2 separate regions of the Mus musculus genome follow, and region 1 is linked to region 2. The links are chromatin contacts, called in public Hi-C maps. All regions are on one chromosome and are shown on one strand. Each heading gives the region's core, a stretch centred on a gene start, on an enhancer-like site or on the middle of the called end of the contact. The rest is flanking DNA. Distances are from core to core; before and after follow the strand shown.

What was found. A called contact is a pair of places that touch in the nucleus more often than the background predicts.
Region 1: a Hi-C map of CD8 T cells shows a contact between it and region 2, with 2.6 times the contacts expected there. The contact joins two enhancer-like sites. A contact is called at or near these places in 9 of 484 Hi-C or Micro-C datasets (CD4 T cells, CD8 T cells, the HL-1 cell line and 3 more), 2 of 115 datasets of contacts at active chromatin or transcription factors (hepatocytes and neural tube) and 1 of 9 other capture datasets (pancreatic islet).

What each region holds. Positions count from the first base shown.
Region 1 is chr13:24,919,262-24,922,785 of GRCm38.p6, reverse strand. It overlaps Aldh5a1 (aldhehyde dehydrogenase family 5, subfamily A1), which reads left to right. Exons shown (of 10, transcript NM_172532.3): 5 at 2,964-3,107. Among named protein-coding and RNA genes, the nearest start is that of 4932702P03Rik, 15 kb to the right of the region's middle. Within about 2 kb of position 2,230, at least 27 of the 459 cell types and tissues checked have an H3K27ac peak or open chromatin away from gene starts, as enhancers often do. A contact at or near this core is called in CD8 T cells, where this site is marked.
Region 2 is chr13:24,785,055-24,788,351 of GRCm38.p6, reverse strand. No RefSeq gene overlaps it. Among named protein-coding and RNA genes, the nearest start is that of BC005537, 15 kb to the left of the region's middle. Within about 2 kb of position 2,026, at least 121 of the 459 cell types and tissues checked have an H3K27ac peak or open chromatin away from gene starts, as enhancers often do. A contact at or near this core is called in CD8 T cells, where this site is marked.

The sequences.
Region 1 (3,524 bases), core at 981-3,480, 130 kb before region 2:
AGGCTGTGGTCATTCATTACTGTCAATTTTATGCTTTGCTCTTGTCAACCATCTTCTGTCTTCACTGGGATTCTACATCCAGCCTGAATTCACGTAAGAACTAAGTGTCACCAACCTGGTGGAACAAGCCTTATATCCCAGCTATTCAGGAGACTGAGGCAAGAGATCTCAAAGTTCAAGGCCCGCCTAAGCAACTTAGAGTAGCACCATGGTTATTTGAATGGGAAGAGTTCCCCGTAGGCTTGGTCGTTCTGTCTGCTCCTCTCTGTTTCTGTGGACAGTGTTACTGTGCATCGTGCATCCTAGCCTCCTGCCTCGATGGACTGCATCTCTGCTCAACCTGTAGCCGAGATAAACCTGCCTTCCTCAAACTGCTTCTTGTTGGGATTTGATCGCAATGAGGAAGACATATCTCAAAACAACAAGTAAAACCTCGAGCTGGAGAGATAGCCAAGGGGGAGAGTTCTTGCTTAGTACGTGTGAGGCCACGGGTTCAATCCCTAACACCACGGAAACCAGGTCTATATGCCCAAGGCCGCAACCAATATATGCTTGCTCCATCCTCTCCCTCCTTGTCCAGACTTAGTTCTGTAAGGACCTGTGGTTTGCACACTTCTAGTCCTTCCTTAGCTGATGTCTTTCTGGTTGTTTTGTTCTTGGACCTTTGTGTTAGCCAGCTCCCTGTCACTATAATGAAATGCCTGAGTTAATAGCTTATGAAGAGGAAAGGTCTACTTTATCCATAGGTTTTGGAGGTTCCAGGCTATGATCCCTGCACCTTTGTGCCTATGGTAAAACAGCACATCATGGTAAGAACAGTGTGGCAAAGGTAACTGTCCACCTCACAGCCCCAAAGCAAAAGAAAGAGGAAACGCTTGGCTCCACGATGCCCTTTGGAGGGGTCTGAACTCCTTTTCTTGTTGCTGTGACAGATGTCTGACAGGGGCATGGAAGGAGACTTGTAGCTTTAGGGGATGCAGTTCATCATGGCCCTGAAGTCATGTCCTCAGGAGCCTGAGGTAACCTGTTGAGTTAGGTTTGCAGTCAGGAGGCAAAATCAAGTGAATGGCGTTCTCAGCTGGCTTCCTGTTTTCCTCTTTTGACTGGGTCTGCGGACCCCAGCCCACAGGTGACGAGTGTCTCCTGTGCTCGGTCACATGTCTCCTAGGCTGTCCTGTACATCAGCAATGAATGTCATCACAGGGAGCAAGCCTTTGGTGATCTAAAGACCAGGGGCTAAGCCACTACACTTGAAGCCTTCGCTTGGGAGGCGGAGGCAGAAAGATTGATGTCAGCCTGGCTACCCAGGAAGAGCCTGTCGCAAACTAAACAAACAAGCAGAAGGCCTGCCTCCATTGGTACCCACCCCTCTTGACTTCCTGTGGTAGCACCCTGACAGAAAGCAGCCAACACAAAGGTTTTGTGGGTTACTTTTTCTTTCTCATGTTCTTGTAGCTTGGTGGTCATTTCTGATTTTTTTTTAAACTCTCAATTTTTTTTATTGTATTCTCTCTAATTATTCTGACTTACAGGTTTGCATCTGCATTTTTCCAGGTGGTCTGCCTGTGTCCCGGGGGGTCCCGTGAGCACCCATGGGCTTCCCTTGGGTCTGTCCGGGGGCGTTCTCTGGGCTCCCTCCTCACATAGGTCTTATCCCGCAGGCCTCTACCCACTTGCAGTTTCTGTCTGTGGAGAAACTTGGTCCCTCGGTCTTCTCATAAATAATGTCCTGATATTTGGATTTGCTACCACATTGCTGATTTGATTTGTTTTAATACTTTGATTAACATACAAGGACATTCGCTTCATACTTATTGTTTTTGTGAGAGATTAGTGAGATTAAAAACCTTGCTAACAAAAACAAACAAACAAAAAACCTTACTAACTACTCCAGTAATATCAGTACTGGGGAGGTTGAGGCAGGAGGATGGCCACCATTTTGAGGCTAATGAGGGCTATAGAGATCTGGGAAATTCAGGACAGACCTGCTCTAGACCCTGTCCTGGCAAGGCCCAGGTCCCCAGGTCAGGTGGCTGGGGTCAGTGGCTGCTTCCCTCCTCCCCAGATCTTCACCTCTGTTGAGTTCCTCCTGTCTGTGCCTCCCTTTCCTCAGCTCTGACCCACAGGAACTAGTGAGCAGCTTCGTGAGTTTTCTCTAGACATCCTTTCCCCGCTCCACGCTGGAGTCTACAGTCAGTCAAAAAGCTTGAGATTTGCCTCAGACTGAACAGGAGGTGGCGCTAAAGCTCTTACCTAAGACACTGTACTTGGTGGATGGAACTCACATTGCTACTTAGTTATACCCATGTATTTATTTAGGAGGCTAGGAGGGTAGTTCAGTCACAGTGTGTGCTTAGCAGAGAGAGACTGTGGCTTTAATCTTTAGCACATATGTGCGTGTGAATAGACATATACACACATAGTCACACATATACATGCACATATATGGACCTAAAAGAAGGTTTTTTATTGGTGCTGATGTTAACATATTTTTAAATCTTTAATTACATTTATATGTGTATGGGAGGGGGAACTGTACCCAAACCAGAAAAGAGTATAGGATACCCTGGAGCTGGAGGGTGGTAAGCTATGGGTGATGGGAACTAAACTCGGGTTCTCTCAAAGAGAGCCATACATGCTAATAGGCACTGAGCTGTTTATCCAGCCCATAATATATTATTGTGAGGGAATAGGGTGTCCTATAGCCCAGGCTGGCCCTGAACTCACTATGTAATCGAAGATGACCTTGAGTTTGTGATCCTCCTGCCTTTACCTCCCAAGAGTTAGAGTTATAGACGTGCACCACCAGGTCAGATTCTCTTCAGTATGGTTTTTACTGTGGCCCAAGGCAACTTATGTTTTACATTGCATTCCGGGTTAAACATGTTTACTTCTGGTTCTGTTTGTTTTGTTTTTTTTCAGTTCAATCCTTGTTATGGTGTGTTTGCTGTTTCTCTTTAAAGCTTGCAAACCAGGCGGGAATCCCTGCAGGTGTCTACAACGTCATTCCCTGCTCTAGAAACAAGGCCAAGGAAGTGGGAGAGGTCCTGTGTACCGATCCATTGGTGTCCAAAATTTCCTTTACTGGCTCAACAGCAACGGGAAAGGTATGTAATGTCAGAGCCAAACAGGTGTTACTCTAATGCTTTCTATTTACAGGGTGTGAGATTACTATTGTATGGTTTTGTTTAATTTTATTGGAGACAAGGTCTACATAGCCCTGGCTGGCCAGGAACTTGCTATGTAGACCAGGCTGGTCTTGAACTCACAGAGAGATCCACTTGTCTCTCAAGTGCTGGGATTGAAGAAATATACCACCACGCCTGGCCTGTCGTGTCATTGTTGAATTGATGGTATGGTTTAAAACTCAGGACAGTGTTAACGTTGTTCGTCTTTGCCATTGCCGCAGCCCTCAATGTCACTGTCCTTCCCCCTTTCTGTAAATAATCACTTCTACTTCCCTACTACCTTCCTAGCCATTTTTTAAATCAAATCTATCAAAATAAGAATCTGTATGCTCCAGA
Region 2 (3,297 bases), core at 777-3,276:
AGAGGGCATCAGATTTTGTTACGGGTGGTTGCGAGCCACCATATGGTTGCTGGGATTTGAACTCTGGACCTTCGGAAGAGCAGTCGGCACTCTTAACCACTGAGCCATCTTGTCAGCCCCTCTTTTTTTTTTTTTTTTAATTATTATATGTAAGTACACTGTAACTGTCTTCAGACATGCCAGAAGTGGGTGTCAGATTTCATTACGCATGGTTGTGAGCCACCGCGTGGTTGCTGGGATTTGAACTCAGGACCTTTGGAAGAGCAGTCAGATCTCTTAACTGCTGAGCCATCTCACCAGCCCCAGGATTCTGTCTTGAAGTAAAAGAATACTTTTCCTTTCTAGACAGACCCTAGCTTTCCTGATATACTTGACCTTTGAGCCCAAGGTCAGGGGGATGCAGCTTGGTTTTGTTTGTTTGTTTCTTTCTTCCTGGCAACCTCCGTGTGTGTGTGTGTGTGTGTGTGTGTGTGTGTGTGTGTGTGTGTGTGTGTGTGTGGCATAGCAGGACATCACCTGGTGAGGATTAGGGAACTCCCAAGAACAGAACATTTTTTTCTTTCTGCATTTACTTGCCTAGGATTTTATTCCATACTTCATTTCACACTTATTTCTGAAAATAATTTTGTCATATGGTGTGTGTGCGTATTCCTGCTAAAAATAATCCACCCTGTGTAGTGTAGATGATACACGCCTAGGAACACATCTTCTGCATGCCCGGGAAACCTTCTTCTGGCTTCCCATGTGCAGCCCATGCTTTCCTCGTAGGCTGTCTTTCCCTGGTCCCTCAACCTTTCCCATCTACGGGCTCTTTTCTAGCACCATTTAAACACTCACACCTTTTCCCTCTTGGTTTGCCAGACTTTATTTTTCAGTGCTGGGACTGAACCCACAGAGTTAGTTTTCTGACTCCACAGAAGCGCATGCTACTCCTTTCCTGACCTACTGCGTGAGACCTATCAGACCACTAAATCTCCCTTAGTCGATCTGACAGCAGGTTCTTATTGATAAAGGAATAGATATATTTATATGTACTTCTTTTATTTTTGCAGGGGATTGGAAGCAGGGCTTTGTGCATGCTAGGTGAACATTTTCCCACTAAGTTATATCCCTGGCTCTCATTTTAGTTTTGTAGACAGTCTCACTAAGTTGCCCAGGTTGGCCTTGAACTCATGCTTTAGCCCAGGTGTGCAGTGAACTTTCAGTCCTCCTGCCTGAGCCTCCCAGGTCGATGAATTAAAAGCCTGCACCAACAGGTCATGCCATATTGCTTAATTTTTTATCATTAACCAACACTTAGATCCTAAGATGCTTGCTTTCAGCTCAGCATAGTGGCACACACCTTTGATTCTAGCACTCTGTAGGCAGAGGCAGGCAGATCTCTGAGAGTTCAAGGCTAGCCTGGTATACACAGTAAGATCCAGGACAGCCAGAACTACATAGTGAGACCCTGTCTCAGAAAACAAAACAAAACATGCTTCCTTTCAAGATGCCAGTGCTGTCCTGCTGTCCTGCTGTCCTGCTGTCCTGCTGTCCTGGTTTGATTGTTTTACAGCCCTTCCTGTCAATGATCTTCACAAGTAGGTCCTGGGTCTTCTGTCAAATCTCCCTAAATTATCCATCTTTGCAGCAAGGACAGCAAGACTCCAAATGTAGAGGGATTTGTTCAAGCTTGCATTGGGTGATACCACCTATCAGACTAAGGCACAAACTAGCCTTATTCTGTGTAATATCTAAATCGGTCTATTTCATGCTTGTTGTGTGGGGCACTGGGGATACCGGGCATTAAGATGCTATCTTGCCTCCTCCTCTGCCTCTTGCAATCTGTTTACCCTTTCCTGCCCCTTGCCTGCCCAGCTCCATCACACATCAATGATTTGTTGATGGCTCACTGCATCTAGAAGAGTTTTCTTGATCCTAGGCCTGTGTAGGCTCCTCCTCCTCCTGAATTCTCTGCTGTGCCTTGTGACAGTTCATTTTCATGGTCGACTTCACCGGATTTAGATTCACCTCAGTGACTCATCCTAGGGTGGGTGGGGGAAGGTGCTCGCTGAGCGGTTGGCTGAGAGGACACCACTTACCCTGGGTGACACCTTCCTTGGCGGGAGTCCTAGACTGAATGAAACAGGACAAAGGAACAAGTGAGCTCGGAAGCAGCATTCATCTGTCGTCTGTGGATGAAATGCACCCGCTTTCCTCACAGGCTGTCGCCACATGCAGACTGTGCTCTCCTCTGCCCTCCCCACGTGCTCTCCTCTGCCCTCCCCACCTCCCTAAGTCCCCTTCGTCAGGTGTTTTGCCACAGCAGTGAGAGAAGTAACTCCCACATCCTCTTCCTATTTTCTTTCATTTCTCACATCTTCTGGCGACCCCTCACTTCTCCTCTTCCCATGAGGCCTTTCTTTCTAAGTCTCGAGGTTGGCTCTCTAGTTTAGTCAAAAAGTAGAACCACCACTGTCTCCATTGCATTTCTGTTGCTGTGTTAAAAACCCAGACCCCCCCCCAAAAAAAATCGACTTAGGGGAAGAAGAGTTTATTTAGCTCCCAATTTCAGGTTACACCCCAATTGTAGCAGAGATGTGAAGGCGGAAACTTGAGGCAGCTAGTCCCATGACATCCACAGTCAAGAGCAGAGGGAAATAAATGCATGCTTCCTGTTCATTTATTTGTTCTTATACAACCCGGCACCCAAAAGCAGGGATGTGACACCCACTTTTGGGTCCAGTCTTACAGCAGTTAAAAGCAAGCAATCGAGACAATCACTCACAGACATGCCCACAGGCCATCCTGATCTTCACAATTCCTCCTGGGAACCCTCTTCCCAAGCGATTCTGAGTTGTGTAAAGTAGACAGTTAAAGTTGGCCATCACAGCCGGGGTAACAGGAGTCAAAGTAAACCTTCCATTTCCTCAGGGTGTGGTCCTTAGTGTGCCCATGGAGGCCAGCAGAACCATGGGCGTGGTCCTTAGTGTGCCCATGGAGGCCAGCAGAACCATCTTCAAAACTCATAGTCCCAACACCTGGCATGAGGGTTTTACTAAGAATTTGTTTGCTTTATGAATAAGGAGAAAAATGAGACACTTCACATTAAATATTTGAATTGATACTTGAGAAGTGTTATCTTCTCAAGCAAAGAAAAAAAAATTACTACAGGAGCCTTATTCTGTGTGGAGGTAGACGAGAAGCCTACTGTCTACCCCATCCAATCTGCTCATTCTGTTTGCTTTAATACAGTCCATGTTTAGGGAGACAGACTAAAATCCAGTCATCTTTGTTATTGAACTTCTAAGGGACAAG